Linked DNA regions of Mus musculus: regions 2, 3 and 4 are each linked to region 1. A link is a contact called in public Hi-C and HiChIP or PLAC-seq data. All regions are on one chromosome and are shown on one strand. The core of a region is the stretch at or near the end of the contact, and the rest is flanking DNA. Distances in the headings are between cores, read along the strand shown. Region 1 holds the start of Tanc2 (tetratricopeptide repeat, ankyrin repeat and coiled-coil containing 2). Region 2 overlaps Tanc2 (tetratricopeptide repeat, ankyrin repeat and coiled-coil containing 2). Region 3 overlaps Marchf10 (membrane associated ring-CH-type finger 10). Region 4 overlaps Tanc2 (tetratricopeptide repeat, ankyrin repeat and coiled-coil containing 2).

Region 1 (3,384 bases), core at 337-2,836:
CTAGTATCAACAGTCCATATGTCTTTCACATGACTAATTATAGTCATACCTCAGAGTTCTACCTCAGAGTTCTCAAGCGTTCACTGGAATGGCTTGCTTTCTGACGTGACTTCATGTCCATTTTTTAAAAATATTGCATTGAAATTAATATTTTTTTTAAAAAAATCAAAGAAATTACATAAGTGCTATGGGGTTGGGGTAGATTCAGATAGACTGTTATCAAAATAAGCAACCAATCAATCAATTTCTCCACCTTCTAAACGGCACTGAAACAACACCCTTGATTGATGCAATTTGTGAATCTATTTCCAATCATGGCATTTCATTAAGAAGCAGATGACGAAAAAGTCATCTCAGTTAATGGGATGGAAGTTCACCCAAGCAAAATATGCAACGATGATTGCTTTGTATCATCTTGTAGCACGCACTTGGGAAAAAATTTTTATTCCAAGAATCCTGCAAAGTTGAAGGGCTGTTTTCGTGGTTTGAAGCAAGCTGAAGACCATCTAGGCAGAGAGTTTGGGGAGAAACATGACTGAATAGCCTCCAATGGGGTCTTAATGTGATGACTTTCTATGCTTAGCCGGGTGCCTTGAAATCACTATAGTTCTTATTGAAGCTGGTAATGACAGAGGCAGCGTGTCAACTTTACTGAAGTCTAGCAAGCTAAGGTTAGAGAACTGTCATCAATTGTTCCAGATGACAGTTTTCTTTCTTCCTCTCTATTTTCCCTCGCCCCCCCCCCGCCCCCAAGCCATTGTTGTTTTTCCTCCCATCCCTGTTCGAAAGGCAACGGTGGCATCTTGAAAGCAGTCTACACATTACCACTGAGACGCAGGAGAGGAATAACTGACACTTGTTGGCGTCGATGACTTTGAGTGACACGTGTGCCTGTGGTGACCAGAGCCGGGGGCAGTCTAGAGGAACGTTCGGGCTATCAAAGCAGGAGGAAAGGCCCCCAGAAGTGGGCGCACGTGACAGCAGCAGCCACCTCGAGAGTGACATCATCTCGGGGGGCGGAGCCAAACTCTTTAGGGCCTTGTCAGCTATTGAGCTTCCTCTCCTCTTCCTTACCAAATGCCTTCGACCCCACCAGTCCAAGCCCCCTGAGGAAACCAGAAATGCCTACACGTCCTGCAGCGCCAGGGCCCCCTCTGTCAGCGCGGAGCCGGGGTTCACCACCACCAGCTCTCGCAACGCCTCCCCGCCCCCAGGCCGTGGAGGGGCGGGGGGCGGGGGCGCGCGCGCTCCACCACGCACGCGCCCCCACGCACGCGCTCTCCCTCCGCGCTCGCGCTCCTCCCCAACCCGGCCCGGAGGGGGCGGGGCTGCGGGCGGCCTCCGAGGGTGCGACGCCCCCGGCGCGGCGGCGGCGCTAGAGAGCGGCCTGCCGGGCGCGGGTTGCTGGGCGCGCGCTGCTCCGGCGGGGCCCGCTGGCCACAGCCGCCTCGCGCCAGCCGCCCGCCCGCCCAGCGCGGCCAGCTGCGAGCGCCGCTAGCGCGGGGCCCCAGGCGGCAGGCGCCGCGCTCCCTCCGCCGCCCCGCGCGCCTCCTCGGGCGGCCCCGCCCCCGTTCCCATCCCCCTCGCGCTCACCTCCCGGCTGTGCCGCGCGCGAGGCGGAGCGAGGCGCCCGCCGCCGCCGCGGTGCTGAGGGGCGAGCCTGTCCCCCCCGCGCCGCCGCTGACAGGAGGACCGCAGCGGGCTGCCAGCGCTCGCCGGCCGCGAGGCCCCGCCGAGCCCGACTGAGGTGCGGATCCTCCGTGGGGCGTCCGCGGGCGGCGCGGTCCTCACCGGAGACCACTGGCACGCGGGCTTGACCCCGAGGTGCGCCGCGCCCCTTAGAACGGCAGGTAAGGGCTGGGCGAGCAGGGAAGAAGGGTCGGTGAGGGTGAGGTGACAGGGGCGTTCGCTTGCGACGCCTCAGCTGCGGGGGCTGGGGCGAGCAGGGAGACTGGGAAACGGACAGTGAAGTGCCTCCGGTGTCGAAGGCGTGGGGAAGGCAGGCTGCCTCCGAATGAATGTGGGACCGAGGGCGGCTTCGGAGGGCTCCGGGGTCTACCACTTGGTTGTCACCGAGGTTGGTCTTGGTATTTGGTACCTGGAGGGTCTTTGGATGACGGGGACCGGGATGAGATGCGAGGCAGATTGCTAAACGTGGCAAGGAATGTGGTGCAGAACGAGTTGCAAAATGTGTCCCTGAATGCAGCATAAAAGTAGTTGTGAAATGTGCCAGGTAAAGGCACAGGATGGGCTGGCCTCTGTGGCGTAGAAATGCATGGTAGAAGTGTTATTAGGAACATGAATAATTCCTTTGGGGAAGGAGGTGTACTATAATAAAAGACTAATGGGGCTTTTGCTACATATTCTGTCGTAGGAGATCGAGAGGAGCTGCGATTTTTGACATGGGGAAAGTACCCACGTGAAAGCAAAAAAAAAAAAAAAAAAAAAAGATTGTCTGATTGTGAGATGGGAAAGGAAAAAAATGGGGCTAAAATGATTTCAGATTTTGTCATCAACATGTAGAGCATCCATGCAATTGTAGCCTGTCTCTCTATTCCAGGTGTGGAATGTTTAAAATGTTTCCCAGAAAACATAAACAATGGTCATTAGCATTAGGAAAAGATTGGATGTCTTTCACTCTCTCCTCTGCTCCTCTCAAGGAAAAAAGAAAAAAAAGAAAAACACAAACAACAAAAAAAGACAAACAAGCCAAGCACCCTGACTGTAATTGTGTGTTCAGGATCGTTAGGCAAAGGGAACGATTTTTCATGTGTCCCTGCCTTGGCTTTTTTACAGGTGAAAATAAGTGGAACAAGGAAAACAGAACAATATGGTGAACAAAAGGGATAAATTTTCAGGCATTTTGAAGGGTTGGAGCCAAAAGCTATGGCAGTGGCTAATTACAGAGCCTGGCAATAGTGGAATATTCTGGTATGTTTTAGCTCTTGAGATGGGATGGTGAGATAAGATAAAAACGCTATACAGTAAATTGGCATAAAATGCAGCAACATGGATACTGTCAATGTAGTTAGTGTTCCTTGTAGCATTTACCAGGTAAATTGTCTTCGGGATGTGAGGGAAAACCAGAAACAAATGAAACAACTGTTCCTTACCTCTCTTCCTCCTCCTTTCAACCCCATCTTTCTCTCTTAAGTGTGTGTGTGTGTCCACATGCTACAAAACGTTGTGACTTCCATCTAAGAACATCTGTGTTTTGAGAGGATTGTCAGAACATACTGTAATTTCAAAAGTAACAAAAGACAGCTAGATGAGCCATTAAAAATAACGTGTGTATACATTGAGTATCTGTGTAACTGAAACAAAAGCAGAAATATTTGATGTGTTCACCAGGGTGTATTTAATTATTGATGATATCTTGGTGTG
Region 2 (3,384 bases), core at 533-3,032, 240 kb after region 1:
GTGACAACTGTCATTACCTGCTGAGCCATCTCTCCCCAAGCCCTAAATATTTCTTAAGAATAAATAAACCAGAACCCGTGTGCCATTGAATATACACACCCACAAGCATATGCTGCACACGAGTCTGTGGGCGCATGTGCGTGCACACACACTCATCATCATCATCATCATATAATAAAGTTTTAAGAACTGTTTTTTCAAGAAAAATAACTAAACTGCATGTTGGCATACTCAGCCCCACAATTCCTGTCCTTGGGAGGCTGGTGAAGGAGGATTGCAAGATCCATGTCATGCCTGAACTATCTAGAAAGACTCTGTCTAAGCAAATAAGCCTTCTGGGTATGTGTGCGTTAGTAATATTTTCAAGTTTTGTTTGAAACATAGATGTTTTCTCTCTTGCTTTGTGTAAAGAATTATATGCATAGAAAGAATTCTAAGGATGAACCAGAAATTATCTTTTACTCTGAGGAACAGAGGTACTTCCAAGCTAGATTTTGTGTTCCTTCTGGAAGGATACAAGCTAGCCCAGTTGTCATTTTATTTGTACCAGACCCTGTCTACATGATGTACATCCTTTCTTCTGCCAGGCCATAAGTGACTTTGTTTCAACTGACTCATGGTATTTTCCATGAATAAGTATGCTTCAGTCAAAAACCATTTAGAGCATTCATGTCCCAACTTTCCATTCTGCCTCCTCTCCCCTTTAGCTGTTTCTATTTACATTTGAATGAGCAGGTTTGTTAACTTTAATAAATCTTGGGCTTATTTGATTTTCCTTTGTTTTTTGGGTTTTTTTTTTAAGGTTTATCCTTGCCTTTAAAAAAACGAGATTTTTTTTCTATAACCTAAATATATAATTGTAACTAGTGATGAGCTTATAAGAGAATAACCCTAGAAATAGTTCATGTGTTACCACAAGCATAATTTACATTGAAAAGATGCACACACTGAATGAGTCTGAAGTGGTATGCAGGAAGGTTATATTTATTGATTGGTTTTCTGTATGTCTGTGTGTGCATATAGGTTTGTGCATGTACCCTAGCACGTGCCTATAAATGTCAGCACAACTTGTGGGAGTCAGTTTTCTACTTCTGCCAGGAGGGTCCTGGGTATTGAATTCTGACCAGCCTTGGTGGCAAGTACCTTATCCACTGAGCTTTCCCACAAGCTCAAGAGAGTGGTTCTCATATCTCTTGAAAAAGTTTCTTTCCAAAACTCATCTTACTTGAATCCTGTGTTAGAATGTTTTCTCTGTATATTATTTTGTTTAAAATTTTTTCAGATATACAAAGAGTTGGAAAAAATAATAAGTGCTTCTTGATTTTTTTCATGTGTCTTCTCATGTATCCACATCATTCTTACCCTGTCTTTCTATGAGCATTTCCACGCAAATTATGGTTAGTATAGTTTACTAGAATATTTTTAAAAGGGTGGGTGTGGTGGTCTTCTTACTTCCCTGGGAGCGCTGCCTGGTACCCATACACTGCCACTGAATAGGACTAAGTCACCTTCTCCTTCAGGAGAAGTTGCAGTAGTAACTTCTCAATGGAATATTTTGGTGGTTTCTACCATGGGAAAGCTCTTTGAAACTAGCTGATATCCAAAATAAACAGTCATTTACGAATGATCTGACAGAGAATATTATTTCCCTGCCCCCACAGTCCTATCCTAAATTTATGATTGGGTACATTAAAAATAAGGCTTTCTTTTAACGTCAGTCTGACAAAAGTCCTAGGTACTGAGATACAGAAACTGTTTCTTGGCTCTTCTTGGTGCCTGCAGTTGTTTTACCATATGGCACTGCTCTAATTTTGTCTGTGTTCTTCTCTTGAGACTTTTGTGAATAGATTACATTTTTAGAAAAAGTTTAAAATAACTTTTTAAAATGTCAAAGCCTTCTCAGTAGGATAAGGTGCCATGCAACATTGTGTCCACGAGAGGCCTTGTCTTTGTTTGGCTCTGTATCCAGTGCTGACCTAGAACTCTCTGTAGCCTAGGCTGACCTCAAACATGAACTGATCCTCCTGCCTCTGCCTCCCAAATTCTGAGATTACATGGATGTGCCATCTGCCCAGTGCCAGAAGCTATCTTAATAGAATTATTCTCTAAAATGGAAATACGTTGAATCACTGCTTACTCCATATTCCATATTATAAATTAGCTTTAATCAAATTCAGGAAAGCCTCCTTTGAAACAAAATCTAGAGTAATCTTAGACCCAAAGAGATAATTCAGTTTAAAAAGGAGTTTAGCCTCTCAGTAACTATTCTCACTGGAAATGCAGTCTCTGGCCAGACTTGTGTTCTTCCTCCCACAGGCAGCGTAGCCACACCAGGCCCTCTCGTGAGCACTGAGGGTCTGAACGCTGGTCCGTGCCTGGACAGCACACACTTTCCCAATAGAGCCATCTCCACAGCCCCCAAACATAATTCTTAAAGGCAAGGACAGAGACAAGCTAGGAAGCAAACAATGATAAACCTAGTTCATCCCCTGCAGTGCTCACATCCTGTACAGAAGATGCAGTATCATAGAAAAGGCCTGGACCTAGCAGTCAGAATTGGATTTTTATTCAAATTTTAAAACCAGTTATGTGGACTTAAGTCTCTAGTCCTAAAGAGAGAGACACAGCTATAAAAATATTATAAGAATTTGTTTTTCAAGAAAAGTTCACGATTTCCCTTCTGATCAGAAGAGCTCACCCTGAAGCAGGCCTGAGCAAGAGTTGACCTCACTTCCTTTTTACTTCCCTAAGGCATGTATCAATGGGTCATGCCAACTAGGTTTTGATCTTTGTATTTTCTCCTTCCTCTCTGGAATTCTGACATAGCCAGTTCACTCTTTCTCTCTCCCTCTTCCTACCAAGCTCCTTCCCCTCTTGGCTTCCCACTCCTGTCCTCTAGAAAAGGTACTGAAGTACCCAAGATCCCCTCTGAGTTGTTAGCCACTGATACAAGTGACATCACATAAAATGATGAAAAGAACTCCAAGAACCAAAGCCTTCAAAATAAACTGTTCAACTGCTCACCTCTCTAGAATTTAGGCAAAACTTAACCAGGAGACTGATGAATAAAAATGATACTTAGCTTCAACATTTGATGAATCTTTAAGACTGCCAGTTGACTACTAGGAGAGTAGAACAGAGAGACTGGATGGTGACACGGAAATAAAGTCTTTGCAAAACTGATTGAGAGAGAGCAAAGCACAGTGGGATGCTCTTGGATGCCGGCTGTGTGGGAGGCTGAAGCAGACAGCATGCTTGGGCCCAAGAGTTTTAAGACCAGTATGCACAATATATTCCTTGTCTCAAAATAATGACTATAGCTACTTCAGAAATGTCACATGAAAGAACTACATTATCAAAACAACAGTGAACCTTCAAAGGAAT
Region 3 (3,384 bases), core at 379-2,878, 200 kb before region 1:
CCATTTCAATAGCAAACAACAGCAAATAAAGAACCTGAGATGAAGCAAAGGGCTTTTGTAAAGAAAATGATAGATGCACATAAAGACACAAGAGCAGAGCAAAGCCATGCAAATCAAGAATCCGGGTTTCCCAGTTGTCAGCACTGCTGGACCAGCACATAGGTTCAATGTAATTCCAATGAAACAGCCCCAGCCAGCAGACTCAGCCCGTGTGTAGTCAAGGACGCTCGAAAGATCGTGGGGAGAAAGGCAGGTGTTAGGATGCTATGACACCAGGTCAGGAAAGGCAAAGGAGGCCCAATGGAGCAGAACAGACTCTGGGGTTGGCCCGCATCTGCAGAGCACAGGATGCATGATGTCGGTGGCTGTGTAGACCAGCAGGGACAATCTCAGGACAACTACTTCACAAGGGGGAAAATCCACACAAGGCCCAACATTTGGGAGGCAGAGGCCTCTATGACTTTGAGATCAGCCAGATCTGCAGAGTGAGTTCCAGGTCAGTCAGGGTTTCTGGCTATGCTATGTCAAAAATAAATAAAACTTTATTTACAAACATTTCCTAAAATGGACATTTTTGAAATGACATTAGGCTTTATTATATACAGAGAGATGGAACACACAGTAAAACAAATACTCAGCGAATGATAGATGCTTAATGCAGAGGCCCAGGTCAAGAAGCACTTGCATTTTACAAGAAATGATTTTGAGCCTAAAGACATCACTTTGGGATGGTTGGAGTCTAGACATCTGATCAGTACGTCTGAAGCTACATTTGGGGGTTGGTGGTGATGGGTTTATATAAGTTCTCTTGGTCTTAGCCATGGATGGTCTTCTTGTAGCTTGTTTAACCATGAAAAGAAAAGACACAAAGAACTAGAAAGCTCTTAGCAGGGTAGGTGTGGAGCCACCTGTGACCCCAGAACTTGAGTCGGGGGTGGGGTGGGGGGGACGGGGAGGGAGGAGCTGTGGCTAGCTAGACTAGCCGAAATTGGAGGGCTGTGGTTCAATGAGAGAACCCACTTCAAGAAACAAAGTGGAGAGTGACTGAAGAATTCACCTGATGTCAAGTTCAGGCCTCTGCATGGTCATGCACACACACACAGCTATGCACATATACATACAGAGGCACAAATGCACACGCATGTGTGCAGCTACACACACACATAAAGAGAAGCAAGCTCTTCTTTCTGAAGGGGATTGTATATGCAATCTGTTTTATTTCTCTCTTCTTTTTCCATTTTCAATTCATTGTGGTGAAATTTTTCTGCTTGCAAATGGACATCAATAGGGTGATTAATGGCCCGGAGGAGCCGTACTGACATGTACAAAGAAGGCTCATGCTCCAAGAATCAATTTCCAGATCCTTAAGCCAAGATTTGGGCACAGTAAACACCCTATCATAAAAGAGATGGTAGAAGGCTGACAGAGTTTAATGAAGGCTTTAAAAAGTATCCAGTTTCATGGCTGTGAAATATCCCTAACTCACCTCAGGAGGAAGGAAAGATCAAAGAAAAGGGCAACTTAAAAAAGGATGGTGTTTTTCTCATGCATGAGCGAGAGGGAGAGAGAGCACACACTTAGCATGGAGGCAGTTGGTTACTCCAGCCCCGCCCTTCAGAGAACTGGGGTAACTATGGTAACTGTTTGGAAGGTTTAAATTCTAGAACTGTTGGTTGGATTTGCAGGAAGTCTCAGGAGAGAGAGCTGTGAACTTCAAGAGCTGAATGGTTCCTTCTCTGGGGAGTTAGCAACCTTTTCAGAAAATAAAATAAAATAAATTCCCAGTTAATTGCTGAGGAGAGGGGAGAGCCCTGTGCTACCAGGCATCCTTGTGTTCCTGGAAATTTGCCTTTTATGTATGTATGTGTGTGTGTGTGTGTGTGTGTGTGTGTATGTATGTATGTATGTATGTATGTATGTATGTAAAAATATTCTTTCCCCCCATGCCTGCCCCTCTGTTTGCTAGTGTAAGTGTGGCGGTCAGAGGGCACTTGAGGAGAGTCCATTCTCTCCCACTGTATGGTTCTTGAGGATGGAACTCATCTCCTAAGACTGGCACCCTTACCCACTGAGCCATGTGGCTGGCCCTTGCCTTTCTGAAGTTTTCAAGGAAAAAGATACTTTGGCAAATATATGGATGAAGCTGAGTGGGACTGCCAAATTCTTCTTTGTATATACACATCTTTTAAGGGTAACGAATTAGGGATGATTTTTCCTAAAATAATCAGTCTCATTAACATGTCAGGGAAGAACATGACTGTGATTTAAAGTTCCCACACTTCTCTAATAAAGGCAATGGTTATCTCAGCACGGGGTGGGGGTGGAGGTGGAATAGGGGGCAGTGTATAGTTACAACAAATCCCTACCTTTCTTGCAATTTCCTGAGCTTCTCAGGATCTGCCTTTATTTCTGTGGCCTTTTCATCCATGACACCAGAGACTCTAACGGTGGTTCCGTTATCATTTTGATTTGCAAAATCAGATACTGCAAAGAAAGTAAAAGGTATATTTTCCTGCAGGGACCCAGGCATGTAGAAATGGCCTTGTAAATGTCGTCTTGTAGGAGAGCTGGGAGAGTCCCCTAAGGCCACACTGCTTTGTGGATTTGGTAGATCTGCCAGTAATGGAGGCTCCTGAATGTGACTCGTTGAAGCCATCTCCTGTGTACCCTGGGCTTCATCACTGCGGCCTTCAGCAGCGGCCAATGGATTTCTATTTCTGATGGGTGAGAGTGGCCGGCGTACATTAAACCTTAGGTTTTCCTCCAAGTCTGAACTTGGGACTAGGATAGATGACATGGACAAGTTTGCCGGGATGTCGTCTATCAGAGCAGAATGGAGCAGTGACCCATGAGCACTGTAAGGTGGATTCATGGATGATCTTGGAGCTGTGGGCCTCCCAGAAAGTAAGCAGTCAAATGAGGTCCTAGAACCACTATAGTAATGTTGCCAGTCTCTCTCGTGATTTTGAACAGCAGACCTGTCTTCCACAGTACCACCGCTGGACACATCGTCAGCACTGACCTGGATAACACCATCAGATTTCGCATCCCCTAGAACAGGGGTCTTCTCATCTTGGTCTCCACTGGGGTTCTCTTTAGCCAACTCACTGGGTAACCTGGTATCTTGGAGCATCCTTTGCCCAGGAGAAGGCTGCTTTGTTGCTGGCTCTGTGGTACTGGTTTTTCTTGGAGATCCAGGGCTGGGCTCACTCCATCTTAGAGAATTTCCTCTGAGATTTTCAGCATTTTCCTCCACATTTCTATTTTGAGCAGTTGATGTCCCGAGAAACCGGCTCCTTTTATAGCTGGGAGGAGAGCGCATCCCAGACAGCAGGAGCTCTTCCTCCATGTGAGTCTCCTCTTCCGTGTCATAGCTCTCTTGTT
Region 4 (3,384 bases), core at 378-2,877, 170 kb after region 1:
AAGATATTTAACTAGGATTTTTTTGAAAGATGCTTAACGGAATATTTGAATGTAAGTCAATAACGCACCTTAACCCCACACAGCTCATTTATCTGCGCAGTGTGGCAGAGGGGTGCACAGCCTAAAACCTAAGCAGTTAGGATTTTCAGGGAGAGTACGAGTTATATACTAAGATACCTACTTTGAATATGACCTTTATTAAGTACAAATATCAAGTTTATGAATATACTAATATTGAATAATTTTATGATATGGAGTGTTACTATTGTCTAGGTTTCATGATTAAGTTTGTAACTAAGACATATCTTTTCAGCATTTGTGTTAACTTGTCATGGCCTACTTTGTATTTTAGTATCCTAGCATTGTTGACTTCTTACTCTAATGGCTGAACAGCAAAATGATTGATTTCCTTATTAAACTACATCAATATTTAATCACACTTTCAGTACTTAATATGAGTAATTTTTTTCTGGATAAAGGAAACTTCATTACAGCTGTTGTAATTAAACCTTAAAACTTCTTTCAGTACTTTTCTTAGTTAGTACTTGTATTTGAAGGCACAGAAAGCCAAGACAAGAAAGTCCTTTCTTAATAAAGAGAGGAAGTAACCAGAGGTGGTAGACAATTACAATTTATGCTCAAAGTTTTGGATAATAGATTTTAGCTTTTCCCATTTTCAATGACTTTTAAACAAGACCCATCTCCTGTATGAGGAATGCAGTTAATTTTTTTTTCTGGCACAAAAAATAGGGTAACCTGATCTGAGTCTGACAGAGTGTGTCGTTCATGTAAGTGCTTCCATCTGTTGCCTGCTGTTCCCCTTACTCATGACCCCTCTGTGTTTCTCTCTTTCCCTTTCCCCTTCTCTTTCCCTCTGTTCCTTTTTCCTTTTTCTCACCCCTCTTCTGCTTTCCTCTCCTTTTCCTTCTTTCTCTCTTTCTTTTTGTCCTTAGCCCCTCTGAGGAAGGCAAAGTTTGTTGAGAGCCCACGAATTCCAGAGTCCGAGCTTGGCTCCCCAACCCTCACTTCAGCTCAGAAACTGGACGTGGATGCATACTGCCCTGGTAAGCATGCATGCAGCGTCTGCTTTGAAAAGGGGAGGATTGCAGCAGGCCCACCCGGCAGAGCAGCCTTGCATGTATAGTACTCATAAAAACACGTTAATTCTTGCATCTTAATACTTATTCTCCTAAAAGAGCATAGGTTTTATAAAGTACATGTTGTTTTATCTACTGATGAGAGTATTGCAAACAGTTTCAAAGATAAATTTCAAAGTAATTTTGGCAGATGAGGTTTTCAGGATTATTTTTGTGATTTGAAGTAATTAAAGACATGTGATAGTGGCCCTGTGTGGACAGGAGCATCAAAGATATGTGTAAGAATGTTCATTCAGTACTGGACCTTTTGATTATGACTTGTGCCTAATTGTTGTTGGAATTCTGGATAGTTGCAGAAAATGCTTTAGATATTAGAAATATTAAAGTTGAATTAGATACTGAGCTTGATTCCTCTTGAACACTCACTTTTACAGATACCCTCTTCTTGTGAATGGCCTGTAAACACATGTGGACTTCACTAAATCCTTCTTGTGTGGGAGCCAAACAGACAGGCTCATTATTAGTGCTCAGATTCTTTCAGACTTCAGTGAGTTGCCTGGCAGCATCCTTTACACTCTTCTCTAGAGTGAGTCCATAGAACTGTGTCAGAAACATTCGTAGCTCCAGTTGAAAGTACAGTTCAGAACGGTAGCAAAGAACCTTGAGATACTTGGTTTTAGGTCTTTTGTTTATTCTTGCTCATTAAAAATGATATTAAACCACTGTGGAAAAATAACAATACTATATATTTTACTTGGAGTGAACAGGACAGAGTGATTCCTACTTCTAAATTCCTACTTCTGAAAATTTATCATTTTTCAGATCTGAAATGTCAGGGTTTTATCTCTGCAGCCAGATAGGACACACTTACAAAACAGTACAGGAAAACTTGAGCCACATCCTGATAAATAAGATATAATTGACCTTACGAATCCATTTTGAGTATTAAAAGATCTTGAGGGTTTTATTCTCAGACTTATCTTTCAGTAGTAGTATATATTAAATATGGGCTTCTCTTTTTCCCAAAGCAACAAAAGCTCTTCTGGTAGCATTGCATAAGTTCTTCATCCTGTCACAGCAAATGCAATATTGTACTTTGCATTCATTTGTAAATTAGTGTTATAAAATAAATGCTGAATCTTTTACTTTTTTTCCCCTAAGTGCCTCCTCTTACCACCTAGTACCTCTCTTTTCTTCCCCTTTCCTTATCTTCTTTTTACCCTCCTTCCTCCTTCTTTTTGCTCTACTCCTTTAAATCTGGGCTCTAACAGAGGGATGCATAGAAGTTAAGCAAACCCTGCTACACTGAACTGTGCTTCCAGCCCAAATGAGGCTTTTCCTTCTCTAGATTCACAAGTCAGAATGACTGTCAGGAGCCTAATCTCTTTAACACCATATTAATTATATCACTGATCGAATGTAGCTGTTGTTCTGGTTATGAAGCAAAGTAGTTGTGACTTGGGAATGTCTGTGCTAAATCGCTCTGGGCAGTCTTAGTAATGTGATTGTTTATGCATATTTTCCACAAGTATGGATTCTTTGTTAGTATAACCAAACTTGAGCTAAGGTTTTTAGAACACCAGGAAGAATGAAAACGCAGTGCCAGAATGTTTCCTACTGTGCTTCCTAGGCTTCACTTTATAATCTGAAGCAGGTTTATAGCATAGGCACGTTGTACTGATTTTGTTCTTTTATAGTAATGTTTTTAGATTTCCTAAAATAAGTTTCTATTAAGATAAGTGTGTAACCTGGAATTGAAGATAGTATTATCTCTAGGTAGTATCAAAAATAAGCAATAAACAAAATGAATTAAAGAGTACAGTACATATTAAACAAACAGAAGGCTGCCCCAGAGTCCAATGCTTTGTCGTCCCACTCCATTGATTAGAAGGTTTCAGAGGCAGCCTCAGATCTGAGATCTCTCTGCCCTTCTGCCCTTCTGCCCTCCCCTGTCTTTCTCCCCTGAAGTAGCATAGGGACAAGCATTCTCTGAAGTTGCATTGTCTGCCTAAAGATAGATTGTCCGACAACAGGAACTCAGTTTTTAGTAGTCCTCTTCCAGGGAACCTCACCAACGAGGAAAAATGACTGTGTCACAGGAAAGGACAATAAAGGTTGATCCCGTGCTGAGACAGACTCTGTCACAGGACTTTATTTATTCTACCGCAAGAATATTTATCTTTAAAAAATATATATCATTTACAATCCTAAATGGCCAAAGCATCATTTCTCCTCTCTCTGTGAAGAGGGTCTGTAAGCATAGGAGTGTCACACACAGGGTATTGGC

The links. A called contact is a pair of places that touch in the nucleus more often than the background predicts. HiChIP or PLAC-seq counts read pairs in DNA pulled down with a chosen protein or histone mark.
Region 2: a Hi-C map of cortical neurons shows a contact between it and region 1, with 2.7 times the contacts expected there. The contact joins the enhancer-like site here to the promoter of Tanc2 in region 1. A contact is called at or near these places in 10 of 39 promoter capture datasets (the 3T3-L1 cell line, 3T3-L1-derived adipocytes, cranial neural crest and 6 more), 2 of 484 Hi-C or Micro-C datasets (cerebral cortex and cortical neurons) and 3 of 115 datasets of contacts at active chromatin or transcription factors (embryonic forebrain, neural progenitor cells and neural tube).
Region 3: a contact with region 1 is called in an H3K4me3 HiChIP or PLAC-seq map of forebrain, with 6 times the contacts expected there. The contact joins the enhancer-like site here to the promoter of Tanc2 in region 1. A contact is called at or near these places in 16 of 39 promoter capture datasets (the 3T3-L1 cell line, the C10 cell line, the SN4741 cell line and 10 more), 9 of 484 Hi-C or Micro-C datasets (bone marrow-derived macrophages, cerebral cortex, embryonic fibroblasts and 5 more), 19 of 115 datasets of contacts at active chromatin or transcription factors (CD8 T cells, VIP interneurons, bone marrow-derived macrophages and 14 more) and 4 of 9 other capture datasets (adipose tissue, liver, macrophages and 1 more).
Region 4: an H3K4me3 HiChIP or PLAC-seq map of neural tube shows a contact between it and region 1, with 3 times the contacts expected there. The contact joins the enhancer-like site here to the promoter of Tanc2 in region 1. A contact is called at or near these places in 7 of 39 promoter capture datasets (the 3T3-L1 cell line, 3T3-L1-derived adipocytes, frontonasal cranial neural crest and 4 more), 3 of 484 Hi-C or Micro-C datasets (the C2C12 cell line, the HL-1 cell line and myocytes) and 1 of 115 datasets of contacts at active chromatin or transcription factors (neural tube).

Annotation. Positions count from the first base shown.
Region 1 is chr11:105,588,400-105,591,783 of GRCm38.p6, forward strand. Tanc2 (tetratricopeptide repeat, ankyrin repeat and coiled-coil containing 2) reads left to right here and starts at 1,587. Exons shown (of 26, transcript NM_181071.3): 1 at 1,587-1,850.
Region 2 is chr11:105,826,514-105,829,897 of GRCm38.p6, forward strand. The region is part of intron 8 of Tanc2 (tetratricopeptide repeat, ankyrin repeat and coiled-coil containing 2); the gene reads left to right. Among named protein-coding and RNA genes, the nearest start is that of Cyb561, 120 kb to the right of the region's middle. Within about 2 kb of position 1,783, at least 6 of the 459 cell types and tissues checked have an H3K27ac peak or open chromatin away from gene starts, as enhancers often do. A contact at or near this core is called in cortical neurons, where this site is marked.
Region 3 is chr11:105,387,218-105,390,601 of GRCm38.p6, forward strand. It overlaps Marchf10 (membrane associated ring-CH-type finger 10), which reads right to left. Exons shown (of 12, transcript NM_172568.2): 7 at 2,367-3,384. Among named protein-coding and RNA genes, the nearest start is that of Gm39417, 61 kb to the right of the region's middle. Within about 2 kb of position 1,629, at least 17 of the 459 cell types and tissues checked have an H3K27ac peak or open chromatin away from gene starts, as enhancers often do. A contact at or near this core is called in embryonic limb bud and forebrain, where this site is marked.
Region 4 is chr11:105,757,969-105,761,352 of GRCm38.p6, forward strand. The region is part of intron 4 of Tanc2 (tetratricopeptide repeat, ankyrin repeat and coiled-coil containing 2); the gene reads left to right. Among named protein-coding and RNA genes, the nearest start is that of Tanc2, 170 kb to the left of the region's middle. Within about 2 kb of position 1,628, at least 39 of the 459 cell types and tissues checked have an H3K27ac peak or open chromatin away from gene starts, as enhancers often do. A contact at or near this core is called in neural tube and second pharyngeal arch cranial neural crest, where this site is marked.